4 separate regions of the Mus musculus genome follow, and all the other regions are linked to region 2. Evidence: chromatin contacts called from public ChIA-PET, HiChIP or PLAC-seq and promoter capture Hi-C data. All regions are on one chromosome and are shown on one strand. Each heading gives the region's core, a stretch centred on a gene start, on an enhancer-like site or on the middle of the called end of the contact. The rest is flanking DNA. Distances are from core to core; before and after follow the strand shown. Region 1 overlaps Rad51b (RAD51 paralog B). Region 2 overlaps Actn1 (actinin, alpha 1). Region 3 overlaps Rad51b (RAD51 paralog B). Region 4 holds the start of Rdh12 (retinol dehydrogenase 12).

What was found. Promoter capture Hi-C pulls out the DNA fragments that hold promoters and counts their contacts. ChIA-PET counts read pairs in DNA pulled down with a chosen protein or histone mark. HiChIP or PLAC-seq counts read pairs in DNA pulled down with a chosen protein or histone mark.
Region 1: an RNA polymerase II ChIA-PET map of memory CD8 T cells shows a contact between it and region 2, with 9 read pairs. The contact joins two enhancer-like sites. A contact is called at or near these places in 3 of 115 datasets of contacts at active chromatin or transcription factors (embryonic stem cells, memory CD8 T cells and pancreatic cancer cells).
Region 3: an H3K27ac HiChIP or PLAC-seq map of differentiating embryonic stem cells shows a contact between it and region 2, with 9 times the contacts expected there. The contact joins two enhancer-like sites. A contact is called at or near these places in 1 of 39 promoter capture datasets (the C10 cell line), 1 of 15 datasets of contacts at CTCF or cohesin (large pre-B cells), 7 of 484 Hi-C or Micro-C datasets (B cells, bone marrow-derived macrophages, liver and 2 more), 4 of 115 datasets of contacts at active chromatin or transcription factors (differentiating embryonic stem cells, embryonic stem cells, extraembryonic endoderm stem cells and 1 more) and 1 of 9 other capture datasets (embryonic stem cells).
Region 4: a promoter capture Hi-C map of liver shows a contact between it and region 2, with 2.7 times the contacts expected there. The contact joins the promoter of Rdh12 here to the enhancer-like site in region 2. A contact is called at or near these places in 10 of 39 promoter capture datasets (the 3T3-L1 cell line, 3T3-L1-derived adipocytes, the C10 cell line and 6 more), 1 of 484 Hi-C or Micro-C datasets (B cells) and 1 of 115 datasets of contacts at active chromatin or transcription factors (large pre-B cells).

The regions. Positions count from the first base shown.
Region 1 is chr12:79,439,246-79,443,866 of GRCm38.p6, forward strand. The region is part of intron 7 of Rad51b (RAD51 paralog B); the gene reads left to right. Among named protein-coding and RNA genes, the nearest start is that of Rad51b, 140 kb to the left of the region's middle. Within about 2 kb of position 2,961, at least 57 of the 459 cell types and tissues checked have an H3K27ac peak or open chromatin away from gene starts, as enhancers often do. A contact at or near this core is called in memory CD8 T cells, where this site is marked.
Region 2 is chr12:80,205,343-80,210,420 of GRCm38.p6, forward strand. It overlaps Actn1 (actinin, alpha 1), which reads right to left. Exons shown (of 21, transcript NM_134156.3): 2 at 4,017-4,131. Among named protein-coding and RNA genes, the nearest start is that of Actn1, 52 kb to the right of the region's middle. Within about 2 kb of position 3,364, at least 74 of the 459 cell types and tissues checked have an H3K27ac peak or open chromatin away from gene starts, as enhancers often do. A contact at or near this core is called in differentiating embryonic stem cells and memory CD8 T cells, where this site is marked.
Region 3 is chr12:79,339,268-79,344,388 of GRCm38.p6, forward strand. All of the region lies in intron 7 of Rad51b (RAD51 paralog B), which reads left to right. Among named protein-coding and RNA genes, the nearest start is that of Rad51b, 45 kb to the left of the region's middle. Within about 2 kb of position 1,889, at least 18 of the 459 cell types and tissues checked have an H3K27ac peak or open chromatin away from gene starts, as enhancers often do. A contact at or near this core is called in differentiating embryonic stem cells, where this site is marked.
Region 4 is chr12:79,205,517-79,210,443 of GRCm38.p6, forward strand. Rdh12 (retinol dehydrogenase 12) reads left to right here and starts at 3,397. Exons shown (of 7, transcript NM_030017.4): 1 at 3,397-3,592. The coding sequence starts at 3,525.

The DNA of each region.
Region 1 (4,621 bases), core at 1,711-4,210, 770 kb before region 2:
TTTTACGAGTTTTTGAGGTTTAATATTAAAGGGGGAAAAGAAAAGAACCAGCCGGGCGGTGGTGGTGCATGCCTTTAATCCCAGCACTCGGGAGGCAGAGGCAGGCGGATTTCTGAGTTCGAGGCTAGCCTGGTCTACAAAGTGAGTTCCAGGACAGCCAGGGCTACACAGAGAAACCCTGTCTCAAAAACACCAAAAAAAAAAAAAAAAAAAAAAAAAAAAGAAAGAAAGAAAAGAACCATCTTCTTGAGGAATGGAATATTTTCAACTGAACCATTATGTAAAACCATTATGTAAAAAATGTGTTTAGCATGTCAGCACATTTTAATCAGTGTAAAGGCTGCTTTGAAAGTGATAGGGAAATATTTGTCTAGCGTTCAGCCCTCCAGTGCCTAGATACAAGCATACAAGGGAGGAAGTGAGTGTTATAATATTTAGATAGTAACGCTAATCACAGCATTCATTAGGTATTTAATAGAGGCTTGAGTTAGACCTACCTAGAACTTATAAGACAGAAGTCGGTTTGGATTCAGTCACCTGGACACGTGCTAGCTGTTAGACTTTGAGCTGGCCTTATGGGAGTGCGAGAGACACCAGGGTGGATAGAGGTTTCACTGGTCCAGCTGAGGTCTCCAGACCCTCTGCCTTCACATGGCGCTATGGCACGCACATGTATACATTTGCGTCATGGCCACACAGTAATAACGCATGTAATTTTATAAAGTGATAATCGGGTTAGTGTTTAGTCTCTGCTTGCCTTCTGCTGCTTCCAGCATGGTTTTGTTATTTGAAGTGAAAACTTGACTCATTCGGTTCCATTTAGATTTCAATTTTACACTTTAACTCCCATCTTCTGATAATCGTATGTGGGGGCGCATGTGTGTAAAACATCAAAGTGTCTGTGCAAAGAAATGTACCCAGAGAAGGGCCAGCTCCCTTCTTTGCTGTTTCATCCCTGTAACTTCAGTTTCGCTTTTACCCTTCCTGTGCTTGTTTCTCCTCATGGTGTCTAGATTTATGTGAGCATATCCTTGATTTTTGTCTTCGTCTTTACACAGAGTGTTAGTCTGAGATTTTACTTGATAATGTATCTTTAAATTATTTCCTATAAATCCATGGGAGGTTTCTTTTTTCCAATTCTTCTTTATAAAATAATAGTGCTCCACTGTGCAGGACACCATGGAAAGGTGACACTCCCACACCGAGCACCAATCTTGAGCTTATCCCCACCCCCAAATACATTACAAGAAATTAGGAGAATTGGTCGGGTCTCAGTGAGAACAGTAAATTATTAAAATTCCTCTAAACTCAACAAGTTAGGAAAGAACAGATGTTCCTGTCAAGTGAGAAGAGCTGTTCTGCATATGGAGGCACCGGCTTAAGTGATCTGTAATATCGTCTTCATACTTAATGTTAAAAACACAATTGGTGATTCAGATCTGTAACCCCAGCTTGGAGAGGCTGAGATAGGAGCACCACAAGTTCAGAGCTTTCCTGGGCTACTCTGAGTTCAAGACTCCTTAGTACAGTCTTGTCTCAACATAAAAATAAGTTGGGGAAGGGAGGGTTGGGGGGTTGCAGCTGAGATGTAGCTTGGTGGTAGAGCCCTAGGTTCAATCCCAGTTTAAAAAAACAAAACAAAACAAAACAAAACAAAATCAAACTCTTGTCAAATATCCAGTACAGTAAATATGAATACATAAACATTTTATCCTCTTTTAAGGACAATTTTGCCTTTAAGGTTAAAGAATTTTTCCCAAAATGTAAATAGTAAACAATTTAAACTAATGCTATTTATCTGCAGATCAGCAAGAATTATCAGGTTTCTCCAACACTCATTCTTTTGTAAATAAACAAGTAAATACTCTCTCATCCCCAGAATCATTTAATCAAGAGAAGACATGTAATACAGCCAAAAATCAGTAAGCTACACTAGATATAGGAATCTTTAAAAATGAAGGATTTGATTTTTGGCCCTCGTTTGAGTGATCTCACATGTTAAATAAACAGGATGTCAGTACTCAGGAGCCTTAACGTTTCTGGTCAGGTGTTTCTGGGGTTGTGTCTTTGCTGAGTTGTGAGGTGAAGTATTGTGGTCATCCACGACTTAAAAACCCTGCAGATAGAGGGTCATGGCGTCATGTTGTTGCTCAATGCTGGCACTGGCTCTGAAGTCTCGAAACGCCGAGAGATCTTGGAAGCTACACACCATCACTCTGACCAGACCCTGGTGATCCTGTAGATCAGCTTTGACTTGTGTGGAAGAGGACTGCATATGAGCTGGAGACTACCTTCAATGACTTACAAAAGTGCCTTTAAAATATTACCCAAGTGGCTTCCAGGGTTGTCGTTTCTTTCAATTAACAAAGCCTTTTCTTATTTTCCTTTCAGCTCAGTACTAAATCCCAGTGTTTGCTGAGGAAATATTGATTAATTTGAGTGGGGCAGGCTCAAAACCACGAACACTGAATGGCCCTAGATCTGGGTGGGAACTGTTTAAACTTATTTTACAGCACAAGAGATAAGATGACTCTTTAAAAGACAGCAGAGGAAGAAAGAGGAGGGCTTTCAAGAGAAGATGTAAGCCATCATTGGTGACCTTTGACTCTTCCAACATAATCAGCAGACCTGCCTTTCTGAGTTCTAGAGTGTGTTTATGGAAACTTCAGTAAACATGCTTTCAATGCCATTCGCTGACGTTTAAACATACGCTTGCAGCTTTAATGAAGTTTAAAGTTGTGTATAACTTCCTGAAAAGTTTTACAAATTAGTTTGGATATAGGAGATGGGACTTGAAATCAAAATCATGCTATAAAAGTTGGGCAGCCTTAAATTTTTCATCCAACACATAAAACATGTCAAACACGTTTAAAACCACTTGAGAAGGAAGTCTGAATATACTGTCCGTGTAATCTCGAGGGCCTTTCAGAGTCTCTCAGATGTGCTCTGCGTTCTTTTCTCATTGAGTAGAGTCACTGGTGGTTGCTGTATTCATTGTTCTAAAATCAGTAAATGATGCAAAGAAAACCCACTATCTTTTCAACTTAAAAATAGTATTTCCTTTTAGATTTTTGTCAACCAAATCACTTTCAGTTTTCTTTTTCTTTCTTCCCCCACCCCGCTTTGAGACAGAGTCTTGTCTCTCGTGTAGCTCAGCAGACCTCAGACTTGTAACCCTCCTAACCTACACCTCAGGGGCTGGGATTCTACTCACCGTCCCTGGCTCTCATAGGGAAACGTGTGTATGAAAACCAGTGGGACTAAACAAGAGGTGTATGTGTCTTTTAAGACATTGCTGTGTAGCCCACACTAATCTTAAACTTGTAATCCTCCTGCCTCGGCCTCCTGAATACTGAGATTTAGAGGCATGAACTATTATGTTTGGGTTTCAGCAAAAACTTTATGCCTATGTTGTTATGTGGCCTTCAGTTTTACTCACAGTATGCTGAAGGGAGGGTGTTTGCCTCTCAGTGAGATCATTGGAGCAGGTCAGGATTTTTTTTTTTAAACTTAAGTGTGATAAAAAGTACATGACTTGTATTGATCTGTTTTCTTTTATAATAACAGAATATCAGAGGCTTGGTACTAAGTTTAAAAAAAAAACGAAGTTTACTTAGCTAACAGTTTTGAGATTGGCAGCTGAGATCAGATGGCCTGCTGATTTGACTCTGGTGAGCATGTCTCTGGCTGTGTCAAGGTGTGACTAGTTGCCTTAATGGCGGGAATTGTGTAAAAGAGAGAGCTCGTGTGACGACAGGAATTTGGAAAGCATGGAAGGGCCAAGAATGCTGCTTTATAACACTTTCCCAAGAGAACTCATCAAGGTTTCATGATTTTGTTTTGTTTTGTTTTTAATTTGGAGTGCTGGGATGGAACATTACAATTCAGGCCTCAGGCTGCAGTCCACTGACCTCTGAAGAATGTGTGTCTCATAACCATCCCCGTGGTCAATTATAAAACATCTCCATCTTGTCAGAGAATGTCCTTGTGCCTCTGTGATGCAGTCCCCACCCTGTCCCCAGACAACAATAGGATCCTTCTTGATCACAGGAGGATAGTTTTGTAAGTTTTAGAATCCCAAGTGAATGGACTCAATGGTATATATCCTTTTGTGTCTGGCTTCTGCTCTGTTCGGGGATAATTTGTGGCATGTCTGAGTTGTTTGTTCATCTTTTTAAAAAGATCCCTGCATAGTACACTCTGTACAAACAGGCTGTCATTTATTGCCTTATGTACTAACAGACATTCTGCTCATCTTTATTTTGGAATTACAGATAAAGGGTTCTTAATTTGTGAGTGTCTTTCATAAATGCAAGCTTTAATTGCTTCAGTGAATACTTGGAAGTATGTTGCTGGGTCTATGGTGAATTATAGTCAATTTACCAGCAAGTGATGAGCTGTTGGCAGTGGTCACTCTGTTGCTGACTAATGCTGTGCGCCCTGTTGCCATTCTTTTATCTTTTTTTAATTCTAGTGTGTGCAAAGCAACATCTCATTGAGTTTTAACATGTGTTTTATTATTGACTGATAACATTGAAACAACCTTTTTCTGTATGTAAGACCTTTTAGGCTTTTTGGTGTGAAGTTCCAAAGCTTTGGCTGGCTTGGGTTATCATATTTG
Region 2 (5,078 bases), core at 2,114-4,613:
ATGCGTTTGTCCGTGCGTGAGTGCACACTCGCAGGCTTGAGGAAGCCAGAAGAGGGTCCCATGGAGCTGGTGTTACAGGGAACTGTGAGCCACTCACTGTGGGTATTTGGTACCAAGCCTGGTTCCTCTGGAAGAGCAGCCAGCCTCTTAACCACTGAGCAGTCTCCCTTCCTCCAGCACATGTTATGTTACTAACAGATGCCAGAAACCGGCCAGGTTCTTGGAATATGGGAGTAAACGAGTTTCCTGCCTTTGATGTGACTGTAGTCCAGTAGGAAAGGAAGAAGGAAAAGAGGAAAGAAGAGAGGAGAAAGAAGAAAAGACCCCACTCACTGGAAAACCTCTGCTTGTGCCCGTACACCGCCTTCATGTGGGCACTCTCAACTCCGCTCCAGGGCCAGCTTCCTCACACACACACACCCTACCCTTCTCCTCCAGTTTCAAGATCAGGAGACTAAAAGAATTTGAGGGACAGTGTGTGTGTGGCATGGGGTTGGTTTGCTGAAAGTTCCACTAAAAGTACCCCGAGAACAGACATTGTCCAGGGACCTATCAAAAGAACCATCATGCCTCCCTGCTACAATGAGCTGACACCTCCAAAAGGATACACGAAACAGGTGCATGGAAGCAAGATGGAAGTAGGAGTAGATGTGGGCCAGGGGAACCCAAGCATGCTATAAGCAAAGCTTAATGAGTGAGTCAGAAGACCAGAATGCAACAGAAACAAAACCAGGCAGATCGGGCCAGGGCACATGAATGGACTAGAGGCATTCATGTTACAGTCTGGCAAAGAACTAGTCTATTCTGAGGGGGACCTGAAACTCTGTGGGAAGCTGTGTTTAAGGGGAATGGGCTAATGAAATCTCAAGACAGCATCCATCTCATTCAGGCTGTGGCATAGTTATTGGCAGGTGCTCTTAGCAAGGTTTACAGTGAGAATCAAGGGCAAAGAGCAGCATGGAACAATCTGGAAACCCTGAAGCCACACCTGAAAAAGAGCTAAAAGCTGTGGACAGGCAGGGTGTGACTGTTGGAGATCAGCGATGTTAAAAAGAAGCCTCAGACAGTATTGATAAGATCCTCCAGGAGTTTCTTTCTTAATGGCCTTCCCCAGCTAAGTCCTTCTTCCACTGTGTGGGACCTAACTACTTGTGACTGACAGAAATCTTTTGAACACTATTGACTTAGCAGACTACTAGCTCCCATCAAAGCTTAGAATGTCATCAGATAACATCTTGGGCCTACAGAGAAGCCTGCCCCATCTTGTAACTGTCTGTCTGATGCAGCCACCAACATATTTTAAAACTGTCTTGATTTATGACTCTCTTTGTTCTGTATGACTACAAAAACTCCACGATCCATGCTGCAGTATAGAATCTGGGATAAACTAAATCTGTGTTTCTGGGCCATGGTCATTCAAAACAGCTCCAGAATAAAATATCCCTTATTCTCTTTAAAAACACAAAACCAAACCAAAACAAGACAAAAAGTCAAACACTTTACACTAGGTTAGGAGGAAAATGTCTTATAAAGATGCCTTTGACATCTAAGGAACTGGCCAAACCCCACCCATCACAGGCTTCAGACTTTCCTTCCCTCCAATGAGGAAGGAGAGGAATCAGAACGAAGTATTCAGGCATATGCGTATATAGTGAGACCTATTACTTTATATGGTGACTAAAAATTAATAATAACACAAAAGCAAGGCATAAGGAAAAAAAAGAAGTTTTCCTTTGAGAAGAGACAGCTCCAGAAAGCATCTTTCCTATGTCCAGCATCCAGGCACTCAGAAGCCACTGCAGGGTCGGACAGGGGGATGTGCAGAAAGCTTGGCTCCATCCTTATGATGCTGGTTTTGTAGGCGTGCAGAATTCAAGAGTTATAGAGCTATGGCAGTGTCTATCCTGATTTCAAAGGAAGGCCCGGGAGGCAGGGAAATGTATAACACGGTTGAATTACCTACAAAGAGCTCTGTTGGGGTGAAGCCTACGCTATAATGGAAACCCCACGGATGCTGAACATGCTGGGAATATGGAATGTCTGCTAATGAAAGCCTCAGGCAGTGGATGCAGCCAACACAAGAGAAAAACCACGAGGAAGGAAGGGCTACCCAAGACCACTGAAGCTCACATCATACCACCATACCTCCCCAGGATTGGACATGGTTGTGCCGGCTACAATCTTCACTCTTGAGTTCTGTTTTGTTTTTTGTTTTGGGGGTTTGTTTGTTTGTTTGTTTGTTTGTTTTTTGAGACAGGTTATAGCCCTGGCTATCCTGGAACTCACTTTGTAGACCAGGCTGGCCTTGAACTCAGAAATCTGCCTGCCTCTGCCTCCCGAGTGCTGGGATTAAAGACGTGCACCACCACGCCAGGCTGAGTTCTGGTCTTATTTCAGTACTATTCTCCCTTCTTATGCCCCCAGCTCTCTCATTAGTGCCACGGTATGTTAGAGGTATTTATTGCAGGGGTTCACAACTAAGGGATTGCCTTGAGTCTCAGTAGAGACTCTGGGCTTAGATTTCTGAACAATGTTGGAATTGCCAAGTCCATGGGAACTCATGGAGATAAATTGAATGCAGTCTTCTGGGGTCCAGGGGTAGAATGTTATGATTTAAAGTGACGTGTTCCGGTATCAAGTTGACAAGAGGCAGCCTGTGATGCTCAGTCTTAAGTGTTGACTTGAATGGATTAAGAGATGCCAAGATTAGTCAAGTACAAGCCTGGGTGTTCTCAGAGATAATTACATCATTAGGGATCCGACCCAATCAACAGGTTAATGCCTTGACAGATTCATAATATGATGGCATCATTAAAAGTCAGTGAAGGCAAAAGGCAGGGCTCTTGGAGGAAGAATATCACCGGGGGCGGGGGGGGGGGACCTCTCTGGCCTCTTCACACACCCGTTTCTTGGCCTCTTGCTGTCATGATGCCCACTGAGCCGCTCTACCACATCCTCCCTGCCACAACAGGCTGACGCGTGTGAAGCCACGAGCCAAAATAAATAATCCCTCCCCTTTAAAAAAAAAGCCAAAATGATTATGTTTTCCATTGTGTATATTTTGCCCTGCTCAGGTTTCACTTTAAAGGAAATATGAAAAGTTGTTTTTAAAGAACTGAATCTGTCGAAGTCACGCAAACACAGGGAACAGGATGGCATGTCATCTGGGGAGCCGTGGCAGAGGGCCTGAGGTCCGCTACCTTTTTGGGAAGAGTCGGTTGGAAACAAAGCAGGTGCCAGCTCTCAAATGATCCTAAGGGCTCTGCAAAGGAATGCGAGGCCCAGACTGGAAGCCCTCGGGGAGGCACAAAAGCCTTCCAAGCGAGGGAACAACGTGACCATATTTGGGCTGTCAGAGGATCTTAGGCCTGGGGCGGCTTCACAAAGCGGGACTTCAGGGAGGAGGAGACAGGGAGGAGACAGAACCTAAGGCCTTCCCGGCCTTCCCAAGGTTTCCTCTAGGTGGGAGTCACCAGAAGCCCACAGGACAAAAGGCTCGAAGGGGATCATGAAAGAAGGAAACAGACAGCCAAGAATGCAAACGTCAAGTTGGAAAGAAAGGTAGAGCAGAGCAGTCTGTGGTCCCAGGCTTGGTTTAAGATAAGATGAAGTGTGCAGCAAAAACAGAGGGCCAGCTACTGCTTTGAGCACCCAAGAGGACATGCACAATGCTATTATTTGGATGTGGTTTGTCCCCTAGTGGTTCAGGTCCTGGAAGCTTGGCTGGCTGCAGCATGGTGATTCTCCAAGTCATAAGACAGGGCTAAGGTCATTAGGGTAATCCCTCCAAGGAATGAGAGTAAGTGGTGTGTGCTACTTTATTAATCGTGATGATGTTTCTTAATTAGAAGTTATGATCTTAATTAATTCTCTTTTTTTTTGTATTTTTTATTATATGAGAATTTTGCTTGCATGTATGCGAATGCACCACATGTGTGCCTGGTGCCCAGGGAGGCCAGTGTGAACGTGGACAGAACCCAGAGATACCACCGGGTCCTGGGCTGGGGCCGGCTCACCTGAGATGACCTCCAGGAGCAGCATGAGCTTCAGGCCATCTCGGAAGTCCTCTTCGATGTTCTCGATCTGTGTCCCCGCTTTGCGCAGGTGGGAGTTGCACCAGGCTGTGAACGTCTAATACAAAGGGAAGACAGGCAGATGGTCAGTCTCCTCATGGGCCACCGTAGTCTCTGAGGCACGCACCCCAGGCCTCAGTGGCTTCCAGGGTCCTCGCCCCACACTTTCTTAACAGTTGTTCTACGAAAGGCCTTCAACAGGCTTGGGCCATCCTCAGCGTATAAGCCACGTGAAGGGACCAGGGAAGGTGGCCACCCACTCAGCAGAATCCATAGTCACTCTTAGTGTGGTTGTTCCATATGGTCACATTAACTTATCCTCTGCCCTTAGTATATATGTCTGCCCCATCGTCCTGCCAGGTCCAGGTGTTTACTCAGCATCTGCATCCAGGACGGCTCCAGGGCAGCTACTCACAGGTGCTCAGTCTACCCTGGCAGATACTTCAACGGGGCCTGCACTTTCCCAGCTGCAGATATTCTCATGGATCCTGAACAGCAGTGAAGCAGCCAGCACTCCAATTTTCTTAGGGTCCCCAAAGCCATTGTCACCCCCAGTCATCAGGAAGTAATCTAGAGAACAGGACAACCTCACTCCTGCCCCACCGTTACCCCCTCCTAGCTACTCATTTTTAATTAAATAAGAAAGGAGGAATGTTGGCTTACAGGAACTTCCGCTAGGCTCCTCCCAGGAACCTAGCAAGCTTATGTCATTGGCTTACATCATCAGCTTACATCATCACCTGCCGTCTTTACCTGCTGCTGCCAGGCATGGGTGAGAATGAAAAGACTGCTCACCAGCCCAGATGTTTTTCTTTTTCTGTTCCCAGCCAGTCTTCCTGTCTCTGTCCCCCCCCCCGCCCCCATCTGTTCTTTGTCCCCCATTATCTGCCCCATTGGCTCTGCTCCTGTCTGTCTGCCTCTACCCCTTCTCTTCCTTTCCTTCTCCCAAGCCTCCCTTATATTAGGTTTGTTGCATGTTGTGATTTCTCAGGAGGGCATCTTGGC
Region 3 (5,121 bases), core at 639-3,138, 870 kb before region 2:
GGTTTCACTGTGTAGCCCTGGCTGGCCTAGAACTCACTATGTAGGCTAAGCTGTCTTCAGGTTTGTGGCAGTCTTCCTGCCCCTGGATCCTGATGTCTGGAATTAGAGTCATGAGCCATCATTCTTGGAACTATTTATTTTCTTTAAAAAGATACCTTGCCTCAGATTTTTTTTTTTTAAGATGGCAATAGACTAGTATGGGCTGGTTTTAGCTTTAGTTACTTGAATGATGGATTAGACTTTCCTAAACTTAGAGAATGTACTTAATGAATTTTATTCAGTTTTGAAGTGTTTTATGACTAGTATTAATATTTCTAAAAAACAACTTGTAAGTAATAGTTATGAATGATTTCTAGTGTCATATTTGAAGGCTGTAATAGGCTTTCTTTCTGTGAAGACTGAGTAAGGTTGCCATCTAGTAATAACTCAGTGTGGTTATTTAAAAATAAATATTTAACATTTATGTTTATAGAGTACTCTGCGATTTTTAATTAGCCCGAACCGGTGTTTATCTCTGCAAATGTCTGGCAAGTGCCTTGTGCAGCATCTGTTCTGTGCTCCTTGTTAACGGACTCGTGACTTGTTCTTCTTTGTCCTTTGTCTTTTGTGCACTTTCCAGCTTGTGTCAGGGAAGCTTATCCCATGTTCACGTTGAGCTGATTTGTCCAAAGATCACCTTGCTGCTCTTACCGACCAACAGTTCACTCAGGAGCTGATGATCTAATTCCAGGGTGCGAGAAATTTTTTAAAGCTTCTGGTAATTTTTCTCGTTCTTGACTGAAATCTGATGAACACTACTTTCTTTCCTAGAACATGTCTAAGGGTATGTGACCACTAAATCCTTGCTGACCTTAGTGAAAAGTCTTATTTCTGGTTTTGCATATACATTTTTAAAAGAAAATTTAAAAGAATTATCTATCTATCTATCTATCTATCTATCTATCTATCATCTATCTGTGTGTGTGTGTGTGTGTGTGTGTATGCTGGTGCCTCTAGGGGCCTGTAGGGGACATTGTATTGGGATTTCAGGCATTTGTGAACTGCCTGATGTGGGTGCTGGAATCTGAACTCCGGCCCTCTCATAACGGAGTAAGTGCTCTTAACCTCTGAGCCATGTGTCCAGCCCCTATATTTACATTGATCTGTGTATTTTCTTGTGGTTCAGTTCTTGGGATTGACATTGTGGTCTATAGACTGGCAGAAGCATCCCCTTTGCCTGTTGGAATTTCAGGCCCTCCCTTTGTCCTACTAAATCAGAGTCTTTGGATGCATAAAAGCTTCAGAGGTGGTGTTCAAGTCCCCTCAGCTCGGGCTTTATTTACTTGCGGCTGGAAACATCCTGTTCTAGTTTCATTTCTGTTGCTGTGATAAAATATTGTGACCAAAAGATACACAGGGGAGCAGAGTGCTTGCTTGGCTTATATTCTGGGTTATAAGCACCACTGGAGGGAAGCCAAGGCGAGGAACTCAAACTGCTAGTCACAGCACATCAGGGAGAGTGCACACATCCTTACTGCTGCCGGCCTGCCTGTGCTCAGCTAGCTTTCTCTCTGTAATACAGTTCAAGCCCAGCCTGGGAAATGGTGCTGCCCACATCAGGCTGGGTCCTCTTGTATCGGTGAACAATCCAGGCGTCCACCCCAGACATGTCGCTAGCCAACCTGATTTACACAGTTCCTCAGTTGAGGCTCTTAGATGACTCTAGGTTGTGGAAAGTTGATGGTTAAAAACGAGCTGGCCCCAGTGGCACAAGCCTTTAATTTCTGCTTTGGAGGCAGAGATGAGCAGATCTCTGTGAGTTCAAGGCTGTCCGGTGGTCTACATAGCAAGTTCCAGGATAGCTAGGGCTACATAGAGAGACTCTATCTCCAAAAAGAAAAGAAAGAAAAAACACCTAGCCATCACAATCCTCTAACAATCTAGACCGCCTTCCTCTGAGGGGGTGCTGCCCTTCCCATGCATGCCGTAAAGAAGCAGGGAGGCACTATTTCTTCTGCCATAGAAACATCATTTATTGAATCATTATATAAACATACTTTTATTGTACTCTGAATTACCGTTGGCTTTAAATTTGTTAATCGTTATTTTCGGTTGAAACATAAAACTAGAGTCTTTACAACTGTGGTCAAAAGGACTTTAATGTTGTTTTTGGCAGGTCAGGCTATGAGCATAGCCCCACTGGTTACAAGACAGCTTAGAGAGTCACATTTTACCTCCCTAAGGATTGCTCCTATCCGTGTCTCCCAGCTCTGCTCCTCCTTCAGGTAGACAGGGTTCTGAACTGCACTTCTCTTGTAGAATCATGACTCTCTAGGGACCAACTCTGGTGACTAGAAAAGCTGCTGACTTGGGCATCTCTGTTACAGACTTTCAGCCCCCTGCTGTGTCTTTGTCCACTAACAGCAGGGGCAAATTAAGTCTACCTGCAGTCTAGGAATGGTAGCTAGCTTTTCTTCTTTTCTTTACTACGTAAATGCCATAGTTCAAAAGCAAACTGTGTTTAAAAGTTTTCTTGCTTGTGTATCCACTTGGAGATCTTGACAGTGCTAGGTAGGCTGATGCAAGTATCGAGTTCACAGAGTAGACTGTTAGGTTGTAATTAATAGATGGCAAACCGTGTCTGTGTTGTTTTGCAGTGAGAATTCACTCAAGTGTAAGCTTTAAAGGCAATACTTGTAAAGAACGGGAGACTCTGCCGATTGATTTTTATTCTTGTAATTTGCTAGTTTTCCTGTGTGCTAGACTTTTCCATGGAGGCTGTGAAAATGAAGCTCTCCTGCCCACGTTAGACGAGATAAAATTGAGACTGGGAAGATGAAGTAACACAGAACACCCTACTCAGGAACCTGGAACTATGTGTCCCCAGCTGGCTCAGCTCCCCCAGGGTCTGCGAGGCAGGTGGGCATTCTTACGTTTCTGAGGGCACCTTTGTTGTTGTGTGAGTTGTGTATTATATAATACTGCTTTAATATGGAAACAAATAGCTAGCAAGCAATCTGGTTGTTTAGACTTTGATGTCTAGAGACATTTCTCCCCCTGCCTCTTAAGAAACAAGTGAAAAACTGTCATTGCTACTAATAACATTTAAATATTGAAACAAAAGTGATCATTTGGAAAACTCACACTGAAAAACATTTCTGATGAGACTGGTAATAATTGACCTGTGAACATTAGGAAGCTCTGCATGGCTAATCTTTCACATGATTGGTGTGTGAACTGTAAAACATATTGGTAAAGATCTTTTTTTTTGGAATACAAAGTAGAATAGAAGATTTTAAAATAGTAGAACAAAAGAAATTCATTTCTCTGCCGAGTTTGTATGGTAACTTCTTTTTAAAATTTAGCGCTTCTTATGGGTTGGTATATTTTCAAGTGAACATTTCTCCAGTTATATGAAAAAAACCACTAAAACACATTTTCCAATTGTAGACAGTCATATTATCTTCAGAGACATTAGCCAAAGCAAGACCACGTGACAGGCTGCAGACATAAACATGGAAGCATAGTTAGTTGTTGTCTGCTATGGTTTGCAGACATTTCTATTAAAAATGTATTTTGTGGCCTGAAGAAATGGCTCAGTAGTTAAGAGTGTGGGCTGCTCTTCTAGCGAAACTGAGTTTAGTTCCTAGCACCTACATCACGTGGCATATAATCACCTGTAACTCCGGCTGCAGGGATCTGATACCGTCTGTCCTCCAAGGCACCTGCATGTCCATGTTTGTACACAGACACAGATAAACACACATACACAACAATAAAATTCAAGAAACAACTTTGCATTAGATGTATCATTGTCTAGTGAGGTTTTAAGTAGAATCATAAAATAAATAATGAATTATAATATAAATAAAAAAGACCCCAGGCTGGGCCTAGCACACAAGCCTATAGTTCTCTGGGGAGGTGGAGACAGGAGGATCTGAAATTCAAGGATGTTTGAAGCTGTAAAGGAAGTGTGGGACCAGGCTGGGATATATAAGACTATGTCTTTAAAAAAGTATGTAGATACTTAATGGAAATTTGTTTTATTTCAAATGTGGTAAATACCAGTGTGTAGTTCATATGTCTGAAAGTTCCTTGTGAACCTTAGCAATTTTGAGAAGTAGAAAGCGGTCTTTGTGGATGAAGACAGTTTTCACTGCTTATCAGCGAAAGCTCCAACTTTTCAGTTGCTTTTAAGACCATCAATAAAGTGGTCCTAACATACTTTTTCCAAGTTGTCTTTTTTAGAGATTTTTAAAAAAATTTTATGTGTGTGGGTATTTTGTAGGCATGTATGTATATTTACACTTCATGAGTGTGCATAGTACCTAAGGAGGGGTCAGATCCTCAGGAAATGGACAGTTGTGGGCCACCATTTAGATTCAGGGAAGAGCAGCCAGTGCTCTTAACTACTGAGCCATCTCTCTAGTCAGCAAATTGTGTCTTATATTGATCCAAACACACCCTTTATAATATTCATTTAAGTACTCATTTAGTAATGCCTTTGTTTGTTCACTTAGTCATCCAACAGATGGAAATCCTTATCCTCTGTGTATTTGTAGTCTAATGCTGTGTTGTCTAAAATAGTCCTCAGCCACAGGTAGCTCTCCACCTAAAATTAAATACATTATATATAGAACTGAAAGTTCTTTTCTCGGTGGCTACATTCTAGGTGTTTTTCATATGTGGCTAGTAGCTATTATGTTAGGCAACATAGAAAACATGCCCACATTGTGGAAATCCTTTTTTTTTATAGCGATATTCTGTTATGTGTGTGTTTCATATTTAGAGTTGTGTTCCATCCCTAAGACACCTCACTATGTATATGTAGAGTCCCAAATTACAAAAAATGCTGAAACTTAAAAAAACAATTTGATTTCAAATAAGTGAAATAACTAAGTTGTTGTTTAAAATCCTATTTTTAGAGCCAGTCCTTGTTCCTTTTAGGAGACAGTGATACTGAGGACCTGTTGTCTGGTCTGTGCTTGTGCTCACTGATTCTAGGTCGTCTTAGTCGACAGGGAATGCAGGGAAAGTGTGTGTGTGTGTGTGCTTACTTTTGCCCATTTATGTCTGTATCTTTCCTGTTTCTACTTCTTCTTCTCTAGTTATGCCCTCCTGCTGACATGTCCAGCTCTGATC
Region 4 (4,927 bases), core at 2,147-4,646, 1.0 Mb before region 2:
GAATGTATCAAGTTACTCTTAAAACTTCAGCATGTATATCATTAATTATAGTTCAATATTTTATCTAGTTTTTTATTTTTATGTGAAATTTACATCTGATGAAATGTAAAAGTTTCAAATGTATAGTTGCCATTTCGACCAATGCATAGATCCATCGTGGGTCCCAGGGATTGAACCCGGATCACCAAGCTTTGTGGCAGATGCCTTTACCCAGTGAGCCATCTGACTGGCCACTCTAAAGTCCAACCCAAACTTCTACCAGTACAAAATATTCTTATCATCCAAGAAAGGCATTCATAAGAGGTATGGCTTTAACTCTTTAAAAAATTACATTTATTTAATCATTTGTAATATGTTTTATTTTATGTATGTGTGCGTGCTCACATGGCATAAAAAGCATGCAGATGTTAGAGTACAATTTCAGGGAGCTGATTCACTCCATCACTTGGGTCCTGAATATTGAATTCAAGTCATCAGGCTTGGTGGCAAGTGTTTTTACCTGATGAGCCTTTTCATTAGCAGGAGGGGCTTTTTAACTTGTTCATGTATACAGATCCCAGATATTGTAAGTCAATAGAGTGGGCAGAGTTAGACAGAATAGAACTGTGAAAAATAAAGTTTAAGAGATCAAAATGATTAGTTGATGATCAGTATCCCAGACCCTGTGAGATACTAGTCATTTGCCGCATTCTGGTGAGCAGACTAGGTTGGCAGAACCAGCATTCAATGCATGGGATCTAAATGAAACTTTGCTGTGCTCAAATCCTTTCACTATCACACCTACCAGAGCTGGGCTGTGACTCAGTGTTAGAGAATGCAGTTAGCATGTATGAGGCTCTGTGTTCACTCTGTAGCATCAGACCCAACATCTCACACCAGGATTCTCCCATATGCCCAACAACCTGAAGGACAGCATTTCCCACTTGGGGAGGTGATTGTACCCCACAGTGAGCAGTTGACAATGTCTCGAGACATTTTTGATTGTCACAGGAGTAGTGCTTAGGCACTTTACTGAATAGAACCCAGACATCCTGCTAAACACTCTGCAGTATACAGAACAGTCCTTTACCATTTTATAATCCCCAAATGACAACTGCTACAGGTTACAGGTATGCTATAGGAGGAAGTCAATCACAGTTTGCCCTCAAAGCAAACAATTTTTTTATTTTAGAAAGTTGATGAGATATTTTACCCTTTAAGATCAAGAAGAGAGGCTGGAAAGATGGCTCAGTGGTGGTTAAGAGCACTGCTATTACAGGAGACCCTGATTTAACTCCCAGCACCCACACTGGGTGGCTCACCACTGTAAATAACTCCTGTACCAGAGAGATCCAAAGGCATCTGCGGACACCTGCATTCGTGGGTATATCTTCTCTATACATAATTTAAAATAAAATTTAAAAAGATGAAAAGAAAAAAGAGAAACAAAGACTTACTATTGAATAAACAAGATACAAGCAGGTCTGATGGCATAACATACCTTTAATCCTACACTTGGGAGGTAGAGGCAGGCTGAGTTCTATGAATATGACATCAGCCTGGTCTAGTACCAGACTAACCAGGGCTATATGGTAAGACCCTGACTCAAACCTTTCCCCTACCCAACACAAACAAACAAAAACCCACTACTGCCACCACCACCACCAAAAACAAAAAAACATTCTTTCATTCTGGGACAGTTTTGAGTGTGGCAGCAAACGGCTCCTGACTAGAAATGGACACATTATTGTACAAAAGATCTTTTGGGGAAACCACTGGGGGCCATGCTAGGCTCCTACTTTTCTCATCTGGATGCCAGGATATGTCATTGGAAGATGAAAAGAGGGGGAAGCGGAGGAGTGGAAGAAGAGGAAGAGGCATTTACAGTTTTCACACTTGCTCTTATTCTGTAGGCTCTGTTCTTACAGAATGTTCTAGACCATGGTGACATCGGCCACAGCTGTGTGACTCCACTTGACAAACCACCACCAAAGGTCAAATCAGAGAGTAGCCCCTCATCTCTGTTTTACAAAGCTGCTGTCCCACTGCTGTGTCCTCCCCTGAGTCCACCTGACCTGAGAATCATCTGAGGTGAGTGGCCCGAGTGGCCATGTGGAGACTTGCAACTGATAATCACTCCCATTGGATAATCAAGTAAACTGAGGCAGCAGAAAGACTCAATAACTTGCCCAGGACCTTGAAGCTTGAAGGATGCTGAGCTGGGATTTGAGTCAGGAATTTGAGTCTAGCTCGAGAATACTTAAACACTCTACTCTTGCTTGACATGTCGTTGGGTGTGTCAACTTCACTGAAGTGTAATGTAAAGAACACACACAAAATGCCCAAATCAAAAGCGCCCAACTCAGTGATTGTTCACAGTAAGCACACCTGTGTACTAGCACGAAGATCAAAGACCAGCACATTGCCAGCCCCACAGGACCTTCAGCCACTCCCTATTTCTTCCATTTATTTATTTTTAACTTTTACTTATTTAATTGGTTATATATACATGAGAGTGCAGGAATGCACAGGCTTCAGCATGTGTGGAGGTCACAGTGTCACTTGGAGAGTTGGCTGTGGGACCTGGGAACCAAACTCAGGTCACTGTGCCTGTTTGCTATTGCTGATACCTGCTGAGCCACTTTCCCTGCCCTGTTAATTTACTTTGGGGTTTGTAGGGACATGCATATGGAGATTAGAGAACAAGTTTTCAAAAGTCAGGTCACTCCTTTTACTTTGTCTTCGAAGCAAGGTTTGTGCGTACCTACCTCTTGATCCTGCAGTTCCACTTCCTCGAGGCTACCTGGCCTTTGAGCTCCAGTTTCCATTTTGAAGTAGGACTACTGTGGTTACAGACGGCAGCCACTCTTCTGGCCTGAGCTGCCACATCTGACTTCTACATGGATCCTGGGGATTGGACACATACCAACAAGCTCACATGGAAAGTGCTTTGACCTACTTAGCCATCCTTCTTACTATCTCTCTTCCATTTTTAATCACACATATTTCAAGCATCATTAGGACTTGGAGGATTTTTTTTTTGTTTGTTCGCATGCTTGCTTTTTTCTTTGTTTTGTTTTTTTTGGTTTGGTTTTGTTTTGACACAGTTTATTATGTTGTTTAGGCCAGTCTTGAACTACAGACTCAAGTGATCATCTGCTTCAGCCTGCCAAATACGTTGATTATAAGACGTTGTCACTATGCCTGGCTTTTTTGAAGCCTGCTGATAATGTGTAACATATTCTATCTTGAAAATAGCGTGTTGAGGAGGAACTCCAGTATTGCCAAATTCTCACTGCCAATATAAGGTGAAGCCCTAATCTTTCCTTAAGCCCCACCCCTCTAGGACTACAACTCCCAGGAGGCTGTGCTCTGGCGGCTCTCGGATTTAAGTAAGATTCTGGGCATTGCTTAAGCCAGCCAGTTGCTGAGTGTCCCAGAGTGAGAGGAACCAAGAACCAACAGAAGCTGCCAGGAATTGGAGCCAGAGAAGGATCCTCGGGCTAGGTTGAGGGTGGGAAGCAGCAACTAAGAAAGTTGACAAGATGCTGTTTATCTTGGTACTGCTTACGTCCTTCCTCTCCATCTTGTATCTGACAGCTCCATCCATCAGGTTTGTTTTAATCCAGCAACTCAAAGATACTTTACGAAGATGGTTTTGACTTCTAAAAGAAGAAGGAGGGAAGGTGGCGGAGGCGAGATTAGTACATTAAAAACAGGAAAGGAGGGGTTCTGGATGCCTCTGCAGAAAACGAGAAGGAAGCACCTGGGTGGGAGGAGGTGGGGCTGATTTGAATTCGGATGCCGAGGAAGGAGGAAGGCGGAGTAGATGAGTCCTGTGGCACTTTCCTCTGATTCCTTTAGGTTTCTCTGACACTTTCCTTTTCTTTTCTGTCCCTAGATGAGGTGAGTGTCATGGGGACTTCATCGTTAAGGGACTCCTTGTCAAGTCTTAGGCACTCTGGAAAGGAAGCAAACTCTCTTCCCTTGATACTTCTCTCAAGAAGTGTTTTGGAAATGATTCACTGGGGATTTGTGGAGGTGCCAAGAAATGGCTATTCTATGTGGGGGCTTTAAATTTTGTTGATGATTAGAAAGGTTAGGAGCCAGGTGTGGTTGTACGTGCCTTTAATCCGAGCACTCAGGAAGCAGAAGCAGAAAGAACTCTGAATTAGAGGACAGACTGATCTACAGAGCGAGTTCCAGGGCAGCCAGGGCTATACAGAGAGACCCTGTCTTGAACCTTTGCCCCCTGACCTGACCCCACCCCCACCCCAAAGGAAGGTTAGATAGGCATACTGAGGACAGAGTGTCAAAGTGTCATACTTGGTCCCGGCCACCCTTAGAAATGACTTAAACATCTTTGGGCTTCAGAGGTTTTTTTTGTTTGCTTGTGTGTGTTTGTTTTTGTAATATAGAAGTAATACTGAAATGGCAGGGGAAATTAATATAAATGGCATATGGAAAGATAATATGTATGGAAAATGTGGAAAGATAGTGAGTGCAGAAACTATTTAGCATGGAGGTAGACTGGGTGCAGAAAGTGTTTAAACCTAGACAGAAAATGTATAGAAAATCAAGCCTGGGATAGACCTCATGAGTGTAGAAAAGTGTCTAGCCTAGTCTAAATATTGGGTGTAGAAAGTCTAGCCTAGGCTAGACAGTGCATGTAGAAAATATCAAGAAAAGACAGTGTATAGAAAGTGTCTAGCTCAGTGTCTGCCATCCAGTGATGTTCAGGAAGTATTCTAGACTCTCTGGTCTTGTTTTCAACAAGAAAGCTTTCTCTGTGTGCCAATGGCCTAAATAAAATCCATAATAAAGTGCCAGAAAGTCACTCAGGATGCTCTCTCTCTAAACAAAAAAGACAACTGAGAGGGAAGTAGTTAATGTGTCAACCCAGATGCTATCTGCTAGTTCCTATAGTAACTATTGGAGCCATAGGGCT